3 separate regions of the Mus musculus genome follow, and all the other regions are linked to region 3. A link is a contact called in public Hi-C data. All regions are on one chromosome and are shown on one strand. The core of a region is the stretch at or near the end of the contact, and the rest is flanking DNA. Distances in the headings are between cores, read along the strand shown. Region 1 holds the start of Zfp105 (zinc finger protein 105). Region 2 has its middle 24 kb from the start of Pomgnt2. Region 3 has its middle 17 kb from the start of Gm35454.

Evidence for each region. Hi-C and Micro-C count contacts between places; a contact is called where the count stands out from the background.
Region 1: a Hi-C map of cerebral cortex shows a contact between it and region 3, with 4 times the contacts expected there. The contact joins the promoter of Zfp105 here to the enhancer-like site in region 3. A contact is called at or near these places in 1 of 39 promoter capture datasets (neural stem cells) and 1 of 484 Hi-C or Micro-C datasets (cerebral cortex).
Region 2: a contact with region 3 is called in a Hi-C map of the N1E-115 cell line, with 7 times the contacts expected there. The contact joins two enhancer-like sites. A contact is called at or near these places in 3 of 39 promoter capture datasets (the 3T3-L1 cell line, embryonic stem cells and pre-B cells) and 1 of 484 Hi-C or Micro-C datasets (the N1E-115 cell line).

The regions. Positions count from the first base shown.
Region 1 is chr9:122,921,500-122,924,878 of GRCm38.p6, reverse strand. Zfp105 (zinc finger protein 105) reads right to left here and starts at 1,801. Exons shown (of 4, transcript NM_009544.2): 1 at 1,661-1,801.
Region 2 is chr9:122,017,817-122,021,490 of GRCm38.p6, reverse strand. No RefSeq gene overlaps it. Among named protein-coding and RNA genes, the nearest start is that of Pomgnt2, 24 kb to the right of the region's middle. Within about 2 kb of position 2,275, at least 83 of the 459 cell types and tissues checked have an H3K27ac peak or open chromatin away from gene starts, as enhancers often do. A contact at or near this core is called in the N1E-115 cell line, where this site is marked.
Region 3 is chr9:122,419,285-122,422,837 of GRCm38.p6, reverse strand. No RefSeq gene overlaps it. Among named protein-coding and RNA genes, the nearest start is that of Gm35454, 17 kb to the left of the region's middle. Within about 2 kb of position 1,632, at least 50 of the 459 cell types and tissues checked have an H3K27ac peak or open chromatin away from gene starts, as enhancers often do. A contact at or near this core is called in the N1E-115 cell line and cerebral cortex, where this site is marked.

The sequences.
Region 1 (3,379 bases), core at 552-3,051, 500 kb before region 3:
GACTATAAATAACAAAAATAGATGTATAAATCACTTTTTATTTCTGATACAAAATAATATCTTGCCTGGTAGTATACACCTTTAATCCCAGCACTTGTGTCTACACAGACCACCCAGTGCTGCATACTGAGACTCAGAAAGAAAAAGGAAGGAAGGAAGGAAGGAAGGAAGGAAGGAAGGAAGGAAAGAATGAATTAACATTTTAACTGTAAAAACTATTATATAGAAAAAGAGTAAGGAAAAGTTCCAATCCAGTGATAATTATTATTTTACTTACAGTTTTTTTTTTACTATGGGAACTGATTTTGTTTTGTTTTCTTGTTTCCTTGAGACAGAGGTTCTTTGTATAGCCTTGGTTTTCCTGGAACTCACTCTATAGACCAGGCTGGCCTTGAACTCAAGAGATCTGCCTGCCTCTGCCTCCCAAGTGCTGAGGTGTACTACTACTGCCCAGCTAGACGGATTTTTAAAAAGGGGATCTTAGAGAGATTCACTACCAAGGAGAAAAGAATGATTATTTCAGAGAGTATAACTACAAGTACTTTTGAGGTTCTTTTTGTCTGTTTCATTTTTGTAGTTCCCACATCTTCCAAATATTTGATAAGACTAAATTTTGGTTGTAAAACAAAATTACTCATGTTGACCTTGTTTATCCTTATTTTTAATTGTTGCACAAATACTCTATAATTGTCAATAAACACATAAAACTGACCTATACATACTTTCGCATAAACATATACATACACAAATTGGGTGATACCCTACCCAGTCCCCAGTGTGTGCACCTTCAGGCTGCACTTGCACAGGGTTCACCCTTCTGGACTGGTGGTTTTGCTTGTTTCTACCGTGCTGGGAATCCATACAAAGGCCTAATGTATACTAGACAAATGCTCTACCACTGAGCCACAACCAGTTCTTGACTCAATGAGTGTTTTACAAGTCTTGTCTTTCAATATACGCTAGCTACAGAACACACACACACACACACACAATTCTGACACACAATTCAAAAAGATTTTAAATTTACAATCTTTTCTTTAGCAAACGTGGGCTTTATTGCTTATTTTAGTAATAGTTTCCTGTACGAAGAATTCCTTTGACCAGCTGCATTACTCCTTTAGAAGGAACTGCGTGATCACTAGCTTAAGGGTTTATATTTATTGCCAAACGGCTTTCTAAAACAGCATCTAAAGCCAGGCACACGACTACTAATTAACGGGACTTCTTTATTTCAGATAAGCCGACAGGGGTTTTGTTTTATTTTAAATAAAGCCAAACAATCTATTTTAGCTGTATATAAGGAGTTTGAGGTTTGTGCTTCTATCCCTCTTTGGTTCTTTTACTAGAAACCGGTGCTAATGTTTACTAAATTGCCTTATTCTGCTGCTGCTTCAGGGTACTCATATTCATTTTCCAACATCATCTTCACTGTGCAAACTTAAATTCCTAAGTAATGCCACGCTTTTCACCACGGCCTCAAAGAGTAATTCTGGCGGGTTATTCTGGCAGGAGAGCCTCTGAGACTCGTCTCACCACGTGCCTGAGTCTCCTGGCCAGACTGTCGGGCCCCTGGCCCCAGCAGGCCCGAGACATCTGCACAGGCCGCCCTCCTCCATCCCGACCAGCAGGCTCGCCGCCCGGCCCGGACACCCCGAGCTACCTCCCGGCCCCGCGATGGTCGGTGGAGAACAGTCCCGCGCCCCTCGCCGCCCGCTGCGACCGGCTCGCCACGAAGGCCCAACCGGGCCGGTGCCGCTTCGCGGATGAGACTCCAGAGTCTCTCGGCAGCAACGGGGCTGAGAACAATGACCGGACAGGAAGTGCCTTGCGCCGGGCTTCCGGCTCCCCAGGCAGGCCGGCCTCTCTAGGAATCGACGGGGGTCGTACACCTCGGTGCCCAGGGCGGGCAGGGCTTTAGCCCGCCAGGCAGCGGCACTCTCCCAAGCCGAGCCCCTACCTACCAGAGCTGACGATCTTAGAAAATTCCCTCAGCATTTTTATCTTCAAAATATCAAATGGTACAGAAAGGTTGATGGATGGTACAGAGGATACCCCTATCCTTCATCTCGACAATATTTGCCTTAATTCTCATATATAATTAAGGTCAATTTTGGAAATTATAAACAGTAAAACTCTTTATTCCAAGTACACCACCATCATTGCCAATAAGAAAAATTAACAACTATTCATATTCAGATGTACTTAACTGTCTCAAAAGATTTCAAAACCGTTAGAAGTGGTGGTGCACACCAGCACACAGAGCCATACCATAATCTTGTGGATCTCTGTGCACTGGAGGTTGGCCTGATCTACATAGTGAGTTCCAGCTTAGCCAGGGCTACATAGAGAGACCGGGTCCTCAAAACAAAAATCAAACCTAACAATAACAAAACTCACAAACATTTCAGGCAGAGATGCCCCCCAAATGAGTTTCACAATACTCCAGTTACCGCTCTTTGGTTTTGTGTGTTTGAAATGATAAACCCAGAGGAAGGCAGCGCCCTTTACTCGGGTTCCTCATTGGGTAAATCTTAAATGATTACACAGTATCATGCCAAGGACTGGTGGCTCACATCTGTGATCCCAGCTCTCAAGAGGCTGGGGCTGGGGCACTAAGAGTTTGAGGCCATAAATGACATCACATAGTATAGGGGAGATCCAGACTCCAAACCCATGTCTTCTGAGCCTAAATCCAGTGCTCTTCACAGGTTGTTCTCAGGCAGCAGAACTGGATCACAACTCTGGATTACACTATTATATAGGTTTTCTGTAGCACCTACACCATGTTAAGAAAATGTATGATGTACATGTTTAGAAACAATGACCAGTTTTTAAATTAAAAAACTTATTTTGCTATCATTTACAACCTCACCATTACCCTTTATGAGACAAACTCAGTTTCTTCAGTCTTAAAGTGCTCCAGAGCCTCTTTCCAGAGTCACAATAAATGATTTGGTACAAACTATCTTTTAATTAGAATTGAGATTGTTTTTCTAGACTTTAGAAACCTAGGTGAAGTTTCTTCAACTTGTCTGTCAGAGCGGTCATGAGTTTTCCCTATTAAGACCTAGGGGGTCATATTCAACAGTTACTTCACTGTGATTGTGTGCTGTTTCACATATGACTGTATTTTTCTTTTTTACTGTTCTGGGTTCAAATCCAGTGTCTTAGTTAGGACATTTCTGCTGTGAACAGATATCATGACCAAGGCAACTCTTATAAGGACAACATTTAATTGGGGCTGACTTACAGGTTCAGAGGTTCAGTCCATTATCATTAAGGCAGGGACATGGCAGCATCCATGCAGGCATGGTACAGGAGGAGCTGAGAGTTCTACATCTTCTGAAGGCTGCTAACAGAATACTGGATTCCAGGCAGC
Region 2 (3,674 bases), core at 1,026-3,525, 400 kb after region 3:
GATTATAATCCATCATTGGAGGACGTCAGGACAGGAACTCAAACAGGACTGGAACCTGGAGGCAGGAGCCGATGCAGAGGCCATGGAGGGGTGCTGCTTACTGGCTTGCTCCCCATGGCTTGCTCAGCCTGCTTTCTTACAGAACCCAGATCACCAGCCCAGGGATGATATCACCCACAATGGGCTGTGCCCTCCCCCATTGATCACTAATTGAGAAAATGCCTTTCAGCTGGATCTCATGGAGGTATTTCCTCAACTGAGGCGCCTTTCTCTCTGATGACTCTAGCTTGTGTCAAGTTGACACAAAACCAGCCAGTCCTCATGCCCTCGATGATTGAACCATCCCCCCACCCAGCCCAAATTTAAGTCTTTGTTCTATGACCTCAAATGGCTTCTGAGGCCCTCTAGTGAGATTTACGTTTAGCTATTGTATGTTTCAACTACAAAATTTCTATTTGGTGCCTAAAAGCAACTTCTCTGTCTTTATTTAAATTACTGACTTGGTGAGGCACTATTCTGATCCTTTCTTTTCATTCTTTAGACATTATTTCCTTGAATTGTTTGAATAATTTATACAAGCTTATTTAGAGTCTTCATCTAAAAATTCAATGTATGACTTCTGTAGTACTCTCCATTGATCATGTGCCCCCTCCCGAATTTACCATATTTTAATGTTTCTTTGTTTGTCTCATGAAACACTGGAGTAGGTAATACAATGTGGAGCAACGGCAACTACACAGATCCTTCCACTTTCAGAGCTCCTTTTAAAACATTTATTTTTTATTACATGTGTTGGGTGTTTTGCCTGCATGCATATATGTGTACATGTGCACCGGCAGAGGCCAGGAGAGGGCATTACATCCATGGAAGTGTAGTTAGAGTCGGGAACTGAACTCAGGTCCTCTGTATGAGCAGCCAGTGCCCTTAACCACTGAGCCGTCTTTCTAGGGCTTCTTATTGCTACTGCTGATTTTGTGGCTGCTGCTGCTGTCTGTGTCTTGTGGCCCCAGTAGATTACTGAGGTAGTCTGTACTTCCTGTAGTGAAGGCCACAGGAGATTCTGCTGGCTCCACTCAGCTGTCAGCTAATGAGACAGTGATTGCTTTGAGTGTGGTGAGCCCGCAGGTCCTTTATAGTTGTCCAGAGGCTCTGTGTGGCCTGAGGTGTGTCTTTTGCTTAAGCTTTCCCCTTTTGCTTGTGAAAAGTTTCATAGAAACATATGGCTTACACACATACACTCACTCACTTACTCACTCACTCACAGACACACTCATACTCACACACAAATACACACACTCACATTCACACTCTTATACACACTCATATACACATACACACATTCATTCACACACACACTCTTTCTCTCTCTCTCTCTTTCTTACACACACACAGACACACACACACACACACTCACATACAGAGGCATGGCACCTTTCTGCAAATCATGACTTTTTAGATCCCCAGATGATGTCAAAGCTTTTTCTTCATCATAAATTTTTGGCCAACCTTGTTTGTATCAATGTTTTCCCATGTAACTTTATAAATATTATTTCTAATAATGTTATTAGATTTTTATATTAAATTTTAATTTGTATGTGTTTTGCCCATGTGTATGTATGTGCGCTGCTGTCATGCCTGGTCCACGCACAGGTCAGGAGAGGACAATGGGTCCCCAGACCTTGAGTTGAGATGGTTATGAATCCCCATGGTGCTTTCTGACACTCGGAACCCAGTCAGGTTCCGCACCAACACAGATGTTGGCTCTCTGCTCTCAGCGTCTTCCTTCTATCGTGAGGGGCTTCCATCCACCTCTGTAACTCTGTTTAAAATAAAGGATATGCCAAAGTGTCTGCAAATGTGTTCTTATTTAAAACCAAGCAGAGATGACTTTGATGTGTTTGACGCTGACGGCTCAAAGTGAGCCTGCTTTGCTCTCTCTTTTGGTTGATGAGACAGATCCCCTTTCTCTTCCTCGCACTATACCGGCTCTTGCTGCAAGAAGGAATTCACACAAAACATCTCAACCTGGCTTTCTTCTGATACTCACGGAGGCATCGCAGGCTGACACTTGCCCTTCTCCTCTGTGATTCTAAGACCTGGGGTCAGTGAGTGACTGTGCATGGAGAAACACCTACAGATAGACTCGGGTGGGACCCATGGAGGTGTCATTTTAACAGTACAAAAGAGCCAAGGTTCTCTTCCTCAGTGCAGCCCTTCTCAGACCACACACAGCAGGAGAGCCAGATGCCGCACCTCTGCCAAGTCTCCACGCTGCTTGGCAAGGAGCGTGGCCAGCAGCCAATGGGGCAAGGGGCAGAGGGGAGAACATTCTGAGTCGGCTTTACAGAGTCACAGTTTCAACTTAGTCAAAAGTGGACTCTTTAATAATATAGAGCCTTTAAGCAGCCAAAGGCTTAAAGTCTAGCATAAAGCAGATTCTCACAGCTGGAAGGTAAATCCCCAGAAGACAGCCCTCACCATGGAAACGCTGACACAGCCTTCCAGTCCCTCTCGGGAATTAAACCCCTCATTTCAATGTTTTTCTTTATTTTGAGCTGGAATCACATACAAGTCTAGGAATGCAACTCGTTCTGATAGGAAACTAAATGCTGCCCCCTGTCAGGACCCAGAGGGAAGTGTCCTCTCACTACAATAGTGCACAGTCAGGTTTAGACAATCATGGACCCAGGAAAGAAAATCCTGCAAGGTTTTTCCCTGGGAAAAATGAAGAAGGGAAGGGAAAGGAAGGGAGAGGAGGGGGAGGGAGGGGAGGGAAAGAGAGGAGAAGGGGAAGGGGAAGAGAGAAAGGGAAGGGGAGGGGAGGGAAGAGAAAGGGGGAAGGAAGGGAGAGAAGGAAGGGGAGGAGAGGGAGAGAAAAAGAAGAAAAGGGAAGGGAAGGGAGGGGAGGGGAGGGGAGAGGAGAGAAGGAAAAGAAGAAGGGAACCGGAGGGGAAAAAAAGGAAGAAGAGGGGAGACATGATATTAAAAGAACAGCCACTGTGAGCAACTGGGGCTGAGTCCTTGGAGGAATTCTGGAAGCAGCGTAGGCTCCTTCCATAAAAACCCCACAAGAGGAGTTTCCAGAGTATGCTTTGCTGAGAAGCAGCCCAGAGAGTGAAACTCAGAACAGAGGTTAGAGGTTAGAGGTTAGAGGTTAGAGGTTAGAGGTTAGAGGTTAGAGGTTAGAGGTTAGAGGTTAGAGGGGAGGCTGGTAATGTCACCCAAAGGTCAGAGGACACAGCAACAGAAGGGCTCTGGGCAGGGAAGGGATCCAGCTGACTTTGCTGAGGTCGTCTTAAGCTCCTCTTGTCAAGCACCCAGCATCCCACAGCTCTTGCCTGGTATTGGTTCTTTCCCGACTTACCTTCGTGAATCTTAATACGCTGTTATTTGTGATGGAAGAGCATAGCATGTAAAAGAATCAGAAAGCTTATGTCCTAGTTTGCTTTCTGTGGCTGTTATAAAACACTGACCAAAATCAACTTGATTTTGGAAAGAAACTTGAAAAGGAGAGAAAAATGTTTATTCCATCTTACAATCCCAGCTAACGTGTCATCAGGAAGCCAGGCGCTCAGGGCAGGACCTGAAGCGGAGACCACAGGGGATGCTGTGTACTGACTTCCTCCATAAGCTCATGAAGATTTGAGCTCTCAGTGGCCTCCCCTAGCCCAAGG
Region 3 (3,553 bases), core at 383-2,882:
CCAAGTCTATCTACTTACAAGGTAGGCACAATGACCTTCACTCCACCTGGTAAATGCCCACAAGATGCTAACTGAGCCTTCTGTCATAAACGCCAGATCTGTGAATACCGCCCCCAGCCCTGCATCTAGCCGATCCCAAGGCCTGTGCTCCGAGGGGCTGGGCTGGAGTCTGCTTGCCCACACTGGCGATTGTGTCCTGAAGCTGAGCAAGAAGTGGGGGAAAGCAGCAAGTGAGGGTCCTTCTGGGGCTCCAGTCTCTCCTTGTCTAGAGTCACAGACCCCCCTCTTTCTTCATTAAGGTGCTTTTCTTCCCAAAACCCCCAATGTGAAATCAAAAGCAACAGGTTCAAGAGAGCAGGTGCTAGAGTGAGGACAGAGGCAAGAGGCTGGTCCATGCTGGGAGCATCTTTTCCAGCTCTGGGTGGGGTGGGGATGTCGTGATACTGCCAGAGTCACAGAGACAGAGCTCAGTGTCCAGGATTTGTCTTTCTCAGTGTGAGTGAAGAGAGGCCGTGTGAGGAAACCAGGCTCAATCGCTTTTCCTCTCCCACCACCCAGTCCAGGTAACAGCAGAGTGCTTCACACAGCCTCAGAGAATGCATCATGCTTCCCTGAATGGCCACCCCAGCCAGCTCCTTTTCCTCTACCTGGATTCAGAAACAGGAGCTGCACCAACCTGGTGACGTGACGTCCGGGTGGGAAGGCGTGGGAGATAGAGCTCACAGTTTTCCCGGTCCTGATATATAGGCCACCCCACACCCCCACCCCATTCCCTGGTGACTCACTCCACCTCTCTGTTGCAGTCTGATGAACAACTTGAGCCATTAAGGAATGGAACAAATTACTAAATGGGAGACACAAAAGAAACCCAGGATAAATTATAAACGATGCTCTCTCTCTCTCTCTCTCCTCTCTCACTAAATCGTATCTTTACCTACTGAACTTGAAAAAGCAATAGACTACCATGGCAGAAGTACAGGGGTTTAAGAGGCCCTTTTCTGAGAACCCCAGGGAAGCCAGGGCACAGGAGCTAGGCTGCTTTCAGCAAGGTCTTGGAACTAATTCAGTGGCTTGAAGGTGGGTGCTGCAAAACATGCCTGACACCTGAAGGCTGAGTAGAACCTGCATTCAGATGCCACCTCTGTGAAGCACGACGGTGCATGTTATCTCTGTAGCTTGTAGCTACAGGTTAGTAGTTGCCGTGGTTATAGGCAGCAACACATAGCTGTGGAGTGTGTTGCCTTGGTGAGCCAGGTCACCTCTGTGGAACACATTACCTACCACTGAGCCACATCTATGTAGCTGTGACATTAGCCATCACACAGCCAAGGACACTAGGACCCTTGTTCCCCAGGCTAGAAGGAGACCTTGCCCTGATCTTGGCATTGATGGCTTCGTGCATGTATCTAAAACCTTGACCAATGGAAGGAGAAAGAAACATGGACCTTAGCTCAATGTTTGGAAGCTCTGACAGGGTGGGGAGCCAGGGAGCCTTGTCAGCATTAAGGAAATGGACGCAAGAAGAGGTCGCCCCCTGCTGGTCACAGCTGGGAAAGGCATATCAATAATCCTATTCCCGGCAGGGAGGGAGAGGGATTGCAGTGGTTATTGGGCAGGGCAGGCATCTGCTTGCTGCTTTGAGAGTCACCCGGCTGAGTCTGTGTGATCCTGCGTAATTCTTAAGCTACGGGTCAGGAAGTTTCAGACAAACAGCAGTGTTATTCTGGAACTGGGGGTGGGGAGGGGAGGAGGAAGGGAAGGATTTCCTAAGCAAAGTTTACAAATTGTGCAAATGTTCAGAAGTAGTGTCACCAATATCTTCCCTGCCTCCAAGGCACCAGCTGTGAGCCAAGACGAGAGCAGGGAGTGGAGAGGGGGAGGTGAGGGGCAGACTCTTACGTTATAGCAGCAAGTGACACTCCCAACAGAGTGGCCCTATGTGGGTGGGACCCATAGCCTCTACACCAAGCAAGGACCTTAATCTCATTTGACAGACGAGGAAATAGAGTCTCAGGGAGTGATCTGTCAAAGCAGGTTCTGAGTCAGGATTTTAACCATAGTCTAAGCACTATGCTTTATTCACATCACCTAGCTATCTCTGAGTCTGCGCCCATTGTATGTGAGGGGTGGGGGTCCTGGTGGCTCACTTGAAGCCAAAGTAGGCTTTCGTGATGCCCCCACAGTCTTGCTACACTGCCTTGGCTCCTCTGACGTTCAAATGGGGAGCAAGGTCAGATTTTTCCACATTCTCAGTATTCCGGCTCATCTTGTGCATTTGTATTCTGGGATTTGATCTCTCCTCACCCCTGCCTCTTGCTTAACTGTTCCCTAGATGAAATTTTAGTCTTAGCCAAAAGGGCACAGCTCCTAGTGAAGCCAGAAGTCAGAGCCTCCTCCCTTGCAGCCTCAGTGAGTTCCTTCACAGCCTTCACAGACAGCTTGCTGCCAACACCACCCTGGCCTGTCAGCAGAGCTCACTGGGACTCCACAAGCCACCCAAAGTGACACTGATCTTCACAGCTTTTCTGCATGCTCCCTTGTTCCCTTCCCTGCATGCATTAGAAAGTTAACAGGAGAACAAGAAGACTTAAGAAACCCCCCAGCCATCGTAATTAACATGCAGAATGCTTTTCTGGCAGTGCACAGGCTGTGGTAAATCGGGAAACTTCTTAGCACAACATATATTTAATCTGTGGCACTTGCTTTCACATGAAAGTCAATCAGATATTTTAAGGGAGCTAACGAGGACTCTCAGATTGAGCTACTAACAAACACAGGTGCAACAAACTCACCTGGATCTATTTTTCTAGGATTTTTAAAAAAAGATATGTCTCGCCCATGCCAAGCTGGTCTTGAACTCATGAAGTCAAGGATGACCTCGCATTTCCAATTCTGCATCCACCTCTGTCCCGGACACTGGGATTTCAGGTGTTCGCCACAACACCCAGGTTTCTGCAGCGCTGCAGGTGGAACCTAGGGCTTCGTGAACTCTAGCAACTGAACTACATCCCAGCCTTCCTGGAAATGTGTGCTAGGCACCAGGGAAGTGACCACTGTCTAGTAATGGAGTTTGCATGAGAATTTCCCAGTTTACTGTGGAACTCACATTCTGTAGGGGGAGAGGGAGTAGGCAAAGAAAAAAACAGGGAAACTAAGTAACAAAATTCCAGTTGTGTGAAGTGATAGGGAAGAAGGTTCGGGAAGTCGTTTGTGAGGAGTGACTGTTGAGGTAAGAATTGAAGCTTGAGGCAACAGAGGTGAGAGGGCCTGGGCACGCCCAGACAGGTGGACAGGAAGTGAGGTGAGAGGGACTGCCCAGACAGGTGGGCAGGAAGCCTCCAGCAGCATGTGTTGCTGAAGGGAACTTTCCAACAGATTATATTTCTATAATGAAAGGTTCCATTAGTTACAGGCCTGGGAGGGAAGGTTTGGTTGGTTGCTGGGGTGAGAAAAATAGCTCACTACAGGGGAAAAAAAAAAGCAAGCTGCACCTCACATCACAGATAAGTGGAAAGATCCAAGACCTCACAGCATGAAGGGCAACAGAAATCAG